2 separate regions of the Anser cygnoides genome follow, and region 2 is linked to region 1. Evidence: chromatin contacts called from public Hi-C data. All regions are on one chromosome and are shown on one strand. The core of a region is the stretch at or near the end of the contact, and the rest is flanking DNA. Distances in the headings are between cores, read along the strand shown. Region 1 holds the start of CDC25A (cell division cycle 25A). Region 2 overlaps SCAP (SREBF chaperone).

The links. Hi-C and Micro-C count contacts between places; a contact is called where the count stands out from the background.
Region 2: a contact with region 1 is called in a Hi-C map of liver, with 1.6 times the contacts expected there. The contact joins the enhancer-like site here to the promoter of CDC25A in region 1. A contact is called at or near these places in 2 of 7 Hi-C or Micro-C datasets (granulosa cells and liver).

Annotation. Positions count from the first base shown.
Region 1 is chr2:852,950-858,393 of Taihu_goose_T2T_genome, forward strand. CDC25A (cell division cycle 25A) reads left to right here and starts at 3,053. Exons shown (of 16, transcript XM_048053360.2): 1 at 3,053-3,299. The coding sequence starts at 3,148.
Region 2 is chr2:1,275,560-1,281,003 of Taihu_goose_T2T_genome, forward strand. It overlaps SCAP (SREBF chaperone), which reads left to right. Exons shown (of 24, transcript XM_066991038.1): 12 at 3,634-3,732; 13 at 4,185-4,403; 14 at 5,103-5,444. Among named protein-coding and RNA genes, the nearest start is that of PTPN23, 26 kb to the right of the region's middle. Within about 2 kb of position 2,347, at least 1 of the 3 cell types and tissues checked has open chromatin away from gene starts, as enhancers often do. A contact at or near this core is called in liver, where this site is marked.

The DNA.
Region 1 (5,444 bases), core at 1,803-4,302:
GTGACCCAGAGGTGCTAATGCCACATAAGAGCATTGGGTTAAACGTGGCAGCGGGTGCACACCTTTGGCTTTTAGGCAGAGATTGGAAATGCCTCTGTGTGCGCTCAGGGCTCCCCGTGGTCCTGGCAGCATTGTAGGGCTTGAGGCGGGTTGAAGCCACCTGCAGGCAGGCTGCTCTTTGCCCTCGCAGTTTCGGGGATGATGTGCAGGGTGAGCGTGCCTCAGTTTCCCCCACATTGTGGTCCCCGACGTGAGGCCCTAAAGGAACGGGCTTAGCAGAGGGCCTGGGGTGGTGGCACTGCGTGGTGACGCCTCTGTGGCCCCACGGCATCGGGCAGCTCCAGCTCTGCGCTGAGATTGCCCGGCTGCTCGTCAGAGCGGGGCTGGGAGCTGCGGGGCTCTTGTCCCCGTGGTGCTGGAGCAGGGCCTGGCCTGGGACCGCCGCCGCCTTGCAGCTTGGATGTCCTCACACCTCCGGGGATACCCCCGCACCCCGCAGCCACCCCACACACCCAGCCTGGCTGCAGCCCCGTCACGCTCAGACCTCCCAATATCAAGCAGGGGTGGAAGCAGGGGGCTGGCAAAGCCCATTGCGTCCGTCCCCAGTGCATGGCAGCTGCCCGGCTCCATCCTGCTTCAGGTCCAGCGGGGAGGGCAGCGAGGGTGCTGCGCCCTGCGCCCTCTGAGGGGGTTGTGGGTGCTGCATGTGCACTGCTGGGGCCCGGTGTGCTTACATGACATGCCCCTGCCCTGCAAAAGAGGAGGGAAAAGGTTTTTTTTTTTTAATTGTTTGGAAACAGAAGTGCTGAGGCACTAATAGGCTGACTGCTGTTCTTACCCCTGCCATCATAGTGGTTCCAAAGAGTGTTTAGCAATATGGTGATAGGCGCTTTATATATATAAATATGTATATATTTACATATATAAAAGAAGCTGGTTTGCTTCTCAGCAGGAAACAGACTGACGTGTCTCTCTGTTGTGCATTAATGAAGGTGACACTGGATGCAGAGACAGCCAACCCGTACCTGACCATCTCGAGGGACCGCAAAACCTTGCATATGGGAGAAGAACAGCAAAACCTCCCTGACACCCTCAAGAGATTCACGGGCAGTGCCAGCGTCCTGGGCTCCCAGGGCTCCACGGCAGAGGCATTGCTGGGAGCTGGAGGTAGGGGATGGGACAACTGGGCTGCGGGGGTGGCCGTGGTGCCCGTGCGGAGGAAGGACTCGGTCGGCATGGCCATGGGGAACATGCTGCTATACTGGCCAGATCTCCCAGTGACAATGTCCACCTGTCCCTGCAGAGACAGGGAGATAAGATTAAGAGGGTGAGAAATAGCAGAGGGGCAGGGAAGCTTTGGGTGCTGATGCCGGTCTCTGACAGCGCTGCATGGCTCTGGATTTGTGTGGTGGGGGCAGCGCTGTGACAGTCACCCCACACCCAGGAACTCGGGGTGGAGACACAGAGCTGCTAATAGTGCTGGCAACTGCCCACGTAAAACATCAAAAAGTGTTAACCCCCCCCCCAAAAAAAATAAATGTTCAGGGCCCAGCAGAGAGCTGCAGTGAGGGCACAGCCTCAGCTTCCTTCAGGCTGCAAGAGAGGTGGTGGCGGGGCTGTGAGACGATCTGTGAGATCCTGGGCGGTGGGGGAGGGACAGGAGGGAGCGAATGCTGTGGTGTCTAATCAAGGAACCGAGAGCACCCCGAACTGGGGGTGGCAGTGCCCAGGCAGAGGGATGTGTGGTGCCCTGGAGCCAGGGGATCCCCCAGCCAGGCCCATTCCTACACGTGTCGGGGCTGATGATATCGGACCCACCCGCTCTGCGGCCGGAGACTGCCGAGCACCACCGGGAGCTCCGGCACAGCACATCCCGGGGACTCAGGTCAGCAGCAGAGCTCTGCGGCTCCTTACACAAGGAGGCAATGCGGGGCCTGCCTCACTGTTTCCCTGTTTTTCAACCTGCGAAACGGGACCATGTGCAGCCATTGCTGCCTCCACCCTCCTCCACCACCAAGGGCCGGAGACGGGGCTGACATTACCGGGGCAGGGAACGGCGCCGTGTCCTCTGAAGGGCTGGGCACGCATCCATTTCGCAGGCGAGCAGCGGAGCCTTGCTAAACACCACAGCCCGCCGCAGGGAGACGGCAAGAGAGCCGCACTGCCTTTCCTCCCCGGAGACCTGTCCGTTCCCCGCAAGGGCCGGGGAACCGCCAGGCAGGCCGAGCACGAAGCAGCAATTAGCTCTGCAGGCACTGTGTCCCTGGGAACCCAGCGCTGAGCGCGCCTGGCGTTTCTCAGGGCAGCGAAACGGCCGGGAAACGAGAGAGACAAAGGGGGGCCCCGTGCTGCTGGGGGTGAGGGCTCAGCCCCGTGCCCGCTGCCCGTGGTGACAGACGGAGCCCAGAGGCGCCTTCAGGGCTCTGCTCAGGGTGCTGCCGGGACGTGCCCTGACGTTCGCGGTGGGCCGCCTGCTCTTTGCAGGTAATGGGGCTCTGGAAGCTTCCAGGCGTGCTGCCTGTGACAGACATCTCCATTTCTTTATCGACCGCGGCGGTGCTTGGCTGGACGCCGGCGCTCAGCGCCTCGCCGGAGCTGCGGCTGCCTCCCTGGGGACACCGCTTGTTTATCGCCGTCAGGGACCTCGTTCGGGCAGAAATGGCACGGGCCGGGCCCCTCGGCTCCCCGAGGCCCCGTTTTTTTGCCCATTTTGTGCCCTTTCTCCTCATCTTCCCCCATTTTATCCCCTCCCCCTCGAGCCCTGTGGGGGGGGGGGGAGGGCCGCAGGGAGACAGCCTCCGACGGGGAGGCAAAGCGGCGCCTCGCCGAGGCAGAGGACTACATTTCCCAGCATGCCACAGCGAGGCGGGCAACCAGTGAGCGCGCCGCCCGCCTCGCGGTGGCATGCTGGGAAGTGCAGTCCCCCATTACACCCCTCTCTTATTGGGCAGAAGAGCTGTCAACCAGCCGGGAGGTTGACCCTCCGACCGCTTCGATTGGCCGGCGAGCGGGCGGTGGGTGGGGCGACCCGGCTATAAAATCCGCCCCCCTCGCGGCGCCGCGCAGAGCGGCCTTGCGATTGGCGGCGGGAGCTTTGGCGCCAGCTTCGGGGCGGGCGGCGGCGCTGACAGGAGGCCGGGGGGAACGATGGAGGCCGCACCGGGAGGCTCCTACCGCCGCCGCCTCCTGCTGCTCTCGCCGGCCTCCCCCGCCGCCGTCAAGGCGCTGTTCCCCGCCGAGCTCTCGCCGGTCTCCGACCTCCGCCTGACCATGGAGCAGCTGGGACGCGGCTCGGCCTGGTCAGTCCCCCCACCCCCCCCCCCCCCCCCCGGGGCCCGTCCCCGGCCCTCAGCGAGGCCTGGGGGCTCCGCTCCCCTCAGAGCAGGGCCGGGGGCTCCGCTCCCCTCCTCTCCTTCCCTCTCCTCTCCCCCCCGGAGCGAGGCCTCCGCCCGCTCCCCTCTCCCCAGGCGTGAGGCCAGGCCCGGGGGGTCCCGTCCCCTCTGCTCCGGCAGGGCCCCGGGGGGCGCCTCTGCCCTTCCCCCCCCTGCGGAAACAGGGCCTCGAGGGCCTCAGCTACCTGCCCCCCCCCCCAACTGCAGCCTCGAGGGCCTCCTCGTTTTCCTCCCACCCCCCGAAAACTGCAGCCTCGAGGGCCTCTTCTCCCCCCCCCTTCCCAACTGCAGCCTTGAGGAACTCTTCTTCCTCTGCCCCCCCCTTCTCAACTGCAGCCTCGAGGGCCTCCTCTTCCTCCTTCCCCCCTGCAAACTGCAGCCTCGAGGGCCTCATCTCCCCCCCTTCCCAACTGCAGCCTTGAGGAACTCCTCTTCCTCCCCCCCCCAACTGCAGTCTTGAGGAACTCCTCATTTTCCTTCCACCCCCCCCCCCCCCCCCCCCCCGAAACTGCAGCCTCGAGGGCCTTCTCGTCTTTCTCCCTCCCCCAACTGCAGCCTTGAGGGCCTCTTCTTCCTCTCCCCCCCCCCCAAATTACATCCTCGAGGGCCTCCTCTTCCTTCCACCCCCAACTGCAGCCTCGAGGGTCTCTTCTTCCCCCTCCTCCTCTCCCCAGCTGCAGCCTCGAGGTCCTCTTCTTCCTCCCCCCCCCCTCCCAAATTACAGCCTCGAGGGCCTCCTCTTTTTCCTTACCCCCAGCTGCAGCCTTGAGGATCCCTTCTTCCTGTACCCCCAACTGCAGCCTCGAGGGCCTCATCTCCCCCCACCTTCCCAACTGCAGCCTTGAGGAACTCTTCTTCCTCCCCCCCCCAGCTGCAGCCTCGAGGGTCTCCTCTTCCTCCTCTCTCCCCCCCCCGCCCAAACTGCAGTCTTGAGGGCCTCATCTTCCTCCTTTCCCCCCCCCAAACTGCACCCTCAAGAGCCTCATCTCCCCCCCCCACCCCAACTGCAGCCTTGAGGAACTCTTCCCCCCCCCCCCAACTGCAGCCTCGAGGGCCTCTTCCACCCCCAAAACGCAAGGCCTTGAGCTCATACCAACCCCCCCCCCCAGCAGCTTTTCCCGTGCTGCCCCCAAACCGAGGCCCCCAGGACTCCCTTCCCCCTCCTCGCCAGGTGCCCGATGCCCTCCCTGCCCCACAGAGCTCCCTTCCCCTCCCTTCCCTTCCCCTCCCCTCCCCTCCCCTGCAGCCCGGAGCCCCCCCTGGCGCTCCTCCTCCCGCCGCGTTCCCCCTTCTCTGCCGCCCTTTTCTCCCTCCTGCTCGGGCCCTGCTCCCCTGCCCACACGTGCTGGGGCTCCTGTTGCCTGCTGGGCCGTGTTCCTCCTCCCCTGGTGGCTCACCACGTGCCACCATCTTCTCCTATCTCTGGGCATCTGCCTCGCCCCCGAGCCCTTCCCTGTGCTTGGCTCCAAGGCTGCACGTTTTCCTCTTTCCCAGCTCTGCGGTTCGTCTCTCCTACAGCTCCGGCCTTGCTCTGGCCTCCTGCGCGGTCCTCCTGCGATTCGCCCTTTGCTTTTTGGCTTTATATCGCTTTCGTTTCTGTAATCTGCCTTCTTGATGATTCTCCCTTCCTTCAGATTCCTGGGATTCCTGTGAGCAACTCACGCCAGCCCCCTCCACGTTCATTGTTCTGTCCTTTTGACTTTGTGCCCTGGCGCACCTTTCGAATTACCTGGTGTGAGAGGAGAAGCCGCCCCGCAGAAACTCCTCCCGTAATTCAGATAACGCGGGGTATCCCTGTGCACGATGTGCATCTCCTGTAACGAAGCTGCTGTGACCCCTGCCCACGTGTGAAGGAAGCGTGTGCCTGCGGGGGTCGGGCTGTCGGGAAGGAGAGGGGTGCTGCCAGCGCAGCTCTCGTACCTGCGCCCGCTGCAGCTCCTTTGGGCTCTGGGTGCCTCGAGACCCTTCACCCACACGCTGATCTGATGGTCCCGTGGGCAGGGAGGATCTTAGGTGATCAGCCGAAACTTGAGACCTAACTAGTTAAAAAAA
Region 2 (5,444 bases), core at 1,097-3,596, 420 kb after region 1:
CCAGTTGATATAACTGGAATTGGGAGCTTTGTCCATGATTTATTTGTTTCTTTATCTCACAAATGATACTGTCTAACCCACCAAACCTCGTTTTCTGTGGCTTAGCTGGCTTTACTGTGGCTGAGTAGTAGAAGAGGTGACTCAAGGAAATGCCTTTATTTCCACTCTGGTTTCTCTGGCTGGTTTCATGCAATCCCAAACGCTCTTCCCTGCATCCCGAAATGTGTCCCAGACCCCCTGGGCAGTGACCCACGTCAGTCTGCCCGGTCATTTGGAGGCCTCTCATTGACTCGTCCTGGTGGCTGTCACCCCCAGACCATGCGGCTGGTCCCTGTGCTGTGACAGCCCCGTGACGAGCCGAGCAGGGGCTGGTTCCTCCCTGACAGTCCCGCCGTGCTCCTTTCTGCTTGTGCAGGTGAGCTTCCTATCACGGAATTGTGAGCTAGCTAATCCCCTTCAGCAGTGGAGGGAAAACCCATAACTAGTGCAGAATGTCTCCTCTGAGGAAGGGGTGGGTGGTGTGTTTGGGGCTGTCTCACCAGGTGTACGAGCCTTTGGGTTTTTCCAGCCGCAGACACCACAGTCTCTGTTCCAGGGGTGAACAAACTGAAACCTCAGCGAATGATCTCGTGGAATGGTCGTGCTGTTGGGTCGGTCTAACACTGAAAATAGTGTCAAGGTCTTCTGCCTTGGTGTGTCACTTTGCTGCCACTTACCGTGCCACCTCTTTGCAGGACTGTGCTTGCTGAGTTGCCTCAGGATCTGCTCTTCTGTGACCCTGGGCCAGGCAGAGCTCGTGCCTGGGCAAATCCTCAGCACCACTGCTGTAAGGCTGCAGCCGGAGCTCAGGGAGGAGTCAGCCTGTTATCTCTGCAAATCCCTAGCAAAGATTTTAGCAGGTGCAGTCAGCAAGGCAGGAGCACCGGAGCATCTGCACAGCTGAAGGCCACTGCCGGCCGCACGCGGGCTGTGCGTGTCCTCGCTTTGACATTGGGGAGCCACCAGGAGACAGACTGCAGATTAAAGTGAATTATAATCTAAGAAGATTAACCGTTCAGGTTGAACTGGAGCATTGCGGGCTGAATTTAGCGGCTCCTGAGCCTGGCTCTCAGTGGCCAAGAGAAGGACAGCAAGAGAGGAGCTAGAGCAGAATTCCCCAGGCTACACCCGGCCACGTGTCGTGTCCTAATTTTTTTATTTGAAGCTGATTGCAGAGATTGCTCGGGTCAAAAACCAGCATGATCCATCCTTTGGGTCTAAATTGGGCTCATGCATAGGGTCTTTTAGCTCCTCTTCCTGGAAGAGGAGCCGTGGGAAGAGCAGCACTTCCCCACACCCGCGTGTTGCCTTTATGAATGTATTCCTGGGTCTTACAGCGTTGTAAGGCTTGTGATGACATCCCTTCTTTGCTCTGCGTGTGATCCTGTCCCTCCTAGGATGCTTGCTTTCTCCAGAGCAGGAATCTCACGGGGATGCTGTCTGCTGGAGCCGGGAGCGTGCCCCTTATCTGCGTGTCCCTGGGGGCGAAGGGCGCTGCGCAGATAACGCTGTGCTCGTGTTGCAGCCTCGGAGGCGTCGTGAAGAGAGGGACGGGCAGCGTAAATCCGGCAGGGACCTTGCTCCAGCCTGTCAGAGGGAGCAGAGGCACCCATCCTGCCCGTACGGGGAGCAGCAGGAGAGGGAGGCGTTTCGTTGTCGAAGGATGTCACTTGCCCAAGGGCTGTGAGGTCCTGGCACCTTCCTCAGCCACCCCACAGCAGTGCAGCTCATTTAGCAGAAGGGAATTCTCTGTTTTCTGAGGTTCTCCTTCTTAAATAGAGTTCAGCTTCAGGTGAGAATTGGGCGTACACCGTAAATGCCTTCTAATTGTGAGCTACCGTGGAACCTTTCATTACAGGGGGGCAGAGACCCCCCTTCTCCTTGCACTTGTGGCCCTGGTGGTCCCAGGACGCTGCAGGGATGTGTCCTGGGTGCCCGTCCTGCATTCCCCACCTCCTGGCCCCCACCTTGTTCTGGAGCTCACCCGCCGAGAGGCAATCACCGAAATTGGTTCGGGTTGTGCTGTAGGGTGTGCAGAACCCAAGTATAAGAAGATGTCGGATTTCCAGGGCTAGTAGTTTCAGATAGCTCTCATCCTAAGTGGAATAAGTGGAGGTATCGGCGGAATTAATTATGGCAGAGCTTGCCATTTGTGGAGGCTTTTGCTGAGATCTGGGTGAAATCCAGCTGGGCGTTGCTTTCCCTCTGTTTTTCTGCTTTTAGAGAGGAACCCGTGCTGTGTTTTCATCCCCAGAATGTTTCGGGATGTCGTGTTTGCTCCCCAAACCTCCCGTCAAATGCCGAGGAAGGGATTGAGCCGAAATCAGAGCCTTGTGCTGGTTTTGCCGGGAGGTTTGGGGAGGGGCGGGCAGCTGACCTAGTGGTTTATCTCATCTCATAGCGTGCTGATTTTCAGATAGCAGGCAGCTGACTGCTTGTGTTTAAAAAACAGTTTGGGCAGGCTGGGGAGGCTTCAAGGTTCGTTCCGAGGTTTCGGATAGCCTCTCCTGCTGTCACAGGCGAGAAGCTGGGGTAGGCATAGGCTGCAGGGGGACAGAAATGAATCTTGAGGGCCCCTCTCCTTCCTCTGAGGTGGATGTGGGCGCATGTAGTGTGGTTGCCACAGCTGGGCCCAGCGGGGATTTGCCAGGGCTGTTCTGCAAGCGAGGGCCGGACTCTTTGATCTCGCCTTTAGCCCGAGGTTGCTGCCTGTGCCTGCTTTCGGTTTGCTCGATCTCCCCGTGTTACTGCATCTTTTTTGGGCCCTGACGGGTCCTGGCAGCAATGTGTACCTCCGAGGGGCGTCCCTGGTGCTGGGCTCACTTGTTGTGCTCCTCTTGTCATCCTCATTTCTGCAGTGGCACCTGCTGGGGAAGCGGAGCATGGCAGGGAGCTCGGGATCCATCTTACCAACGCTGCTCCTCGTGTGCTTGGTGTTCAGAGGCTGGGCACGGAGCTTTTCTTCCAGGGGCCTGAAAATTTCCTATATATATAAAAATAAACACTAAATAAGCACTAGCCAAGGGTGTGATTTAAACAGCCGTGGTTTAGCTGGAGCCCTGGGGGACGGCTGCAGCTACTAGTCGTGAGCACAGGGGGGGTACAGAGGCTTCGGTGGTCTTCGGTGGGAGGAGGACTGGCTGTGCCCAGTCCCTGGGCTCCCCCTGCTCCTGGAGGAGTTTCCTATCGGGGGAGGTTTATTGGTGAAGGGAAGGAAACCGGCACTGCTGGGGGCTCTTTGGGCGTGCGATTTGCACACGCAGGCAGGGGGCTGAGAGCTCTGGTGGCAGCCCCGCCACGGCTTTGGGAACAGGGACAGCACCCTCTGCTGTTTTTTCCTGGGGTGCTTTGATGTTTTGTGGCTAAGAAGAACAAAAAGTGTGAATATGAATAAACGTGCTCTTGAGTTCTCACGCGGACTGTTTTAACACCAAGCTTTCAACTATTCCAAAGCCCTGATAACAGGACCAGTCAGTGAAATACGCTCACTCCGGGCAGGAGGGTGCTGAGCTGCCCTTTTCCTGGACTGGAGATATTCACCCCTGTCCCTGAGCTGCCGTAGCTAATCTGTGTGTGTGTGTGTGCTGCCTGCAGGAGTTCTGCCTCTTCGCTGTGGTCGGCCTGGTGTCCGACTTCTTCCTGCAGATGTTCTTCTTCACGACCGTGCTCTCCATTGACATTCGCCGCATGGAGGTAAGGACGGGCTGGGGACGCGGCCTCGTGCCTTGGCTCGCCCTGCTCTGCGAGCATGGAGGGACTGAGGGAAGCACGCCCTGGGATTTCCACCCTCTGAAAAAAAAAGGAGCGAGCTGTAAAAATGCTCTGGGATGGGACTTGTTGGTTACACACATGCAGGGATGGGGGACCCTCAGGTACAGAAACGCGGAGGTTGTGGGTCAGTGGGCTGGAAGGGGACGTGGTCACAGACGTGGTTGGAAGGAGACGGGGTCACAAACACAGCTGGGTGCAGAAGGGGACACCAGAGGGAAGCTGGGCCCTTCTGGCTCAGATGCGAAGGTGGGAGCTGAGACTTAGCACGCATAAAAGAGCAGATGAGAGCAGATAACGGAGGACCAGATGATCCTGTAGGGCCTTTCCAACCTCGTCTTCCTCTGATTCTCTGACGCCTGCTTCTCTCCCGGCAGCTTGCGGACCTGAACAAGCGGCTGCCGGCAGAAGCCTGCCTGCCCCCCGCCAAGGCCGTCAGCCGCTCCCAGCGCTACGAGCGGCAGCCAGCCCTGCGGCCCGCCACCCCCCACACCATCACCCTGCAGCCCTCGTCCTTCAGGAACCTGCGCCTCCCCAAGAGGCTGCGGGTCATCTACTTCTTCGCCAGGACGCGGCTGGCCCAGAGGCTCATCATGGTAGGCGCCGTGGTGTTTGCTCTCTCGGGTCCCGCTGGCCCAACCCAAACAGGCTTCCAGGGGAAAAAAAAATCAAAAAAAAGCTTGACATTTTCACACATCCTTGTTCCCCTGCGAGGCTTACACCCCCCCACGGTAAATAATACAAGAAGTACTTCCCTCAGAACATCCCTCTGCATACATTAGCTGCAGGGCTTTGCTGTCTGCTTGATGTTTAGGAGGTAGCAGGCAATTTTCTGCTATTTGCTCTCAGATACCTCTGTATAAGCAGATTTTCAAGGACTGTACGAGTGGAAAGAGAAGGTATTTACAGAGCAGAAGTCATATTTGTCCCTGCAGGCAATATGGAAGGAATGCACGGAGATATTTCTCTGCATGAGAGACTAATTCTTTCCCTTTTGCAAGTGTAACTGTAATAGTGACACCAGTTCCTGCCCCTGCTTGTCCCCCGTAGATGGTAGTGCAGTCACCACCATCAGGCTGGGTCGGGGAGCTCACAAAGTGGTGCTCAGGTTTTGGGCGCGCCGTGCAGCCTCTCCCGGTCACCGTGAAGGATAAGGATCTGCCTGGAGCAGGACCCTAGCCGAGGGCAGGGTGCTCCCCTCGCTGGGGTGCTGCTGATCAGCTCAGCCAGCCGGCGAGGGGGTGGGGGCAGCGAGCAAAAGGCCGAGCACTAAATGGGTTTGTCTCCTCGTGTAGGCCGGGACAGTGATCTGGATCGGAATCCTGGTCTATACGGACCCTGCTGGTCTCCGCACCTACCTCACCTCGCAGGTCACCGAACAGAGCCCCTTGGGTGAAGCGGGTCTGCCTCCCATGCCTGTTCCTGGAGGGGTCCTGCCTGCTGGCGACCCCAAGATCGATCTCTCGGTCTTCCCGGCGGACCCTATGCAGCTGTCGGAAAACCAGACGCAGCAGCGGGAGCAGAAGTCAGGGTTGGATTCCCTGAGCAGGCTGGAGACGAACCAGCACAGTTGGGCCCAAGGACCGGAGGGCAAAGGGAACGGACAGACGGAGCTTGGGACTGAGGCAGAGGTTACC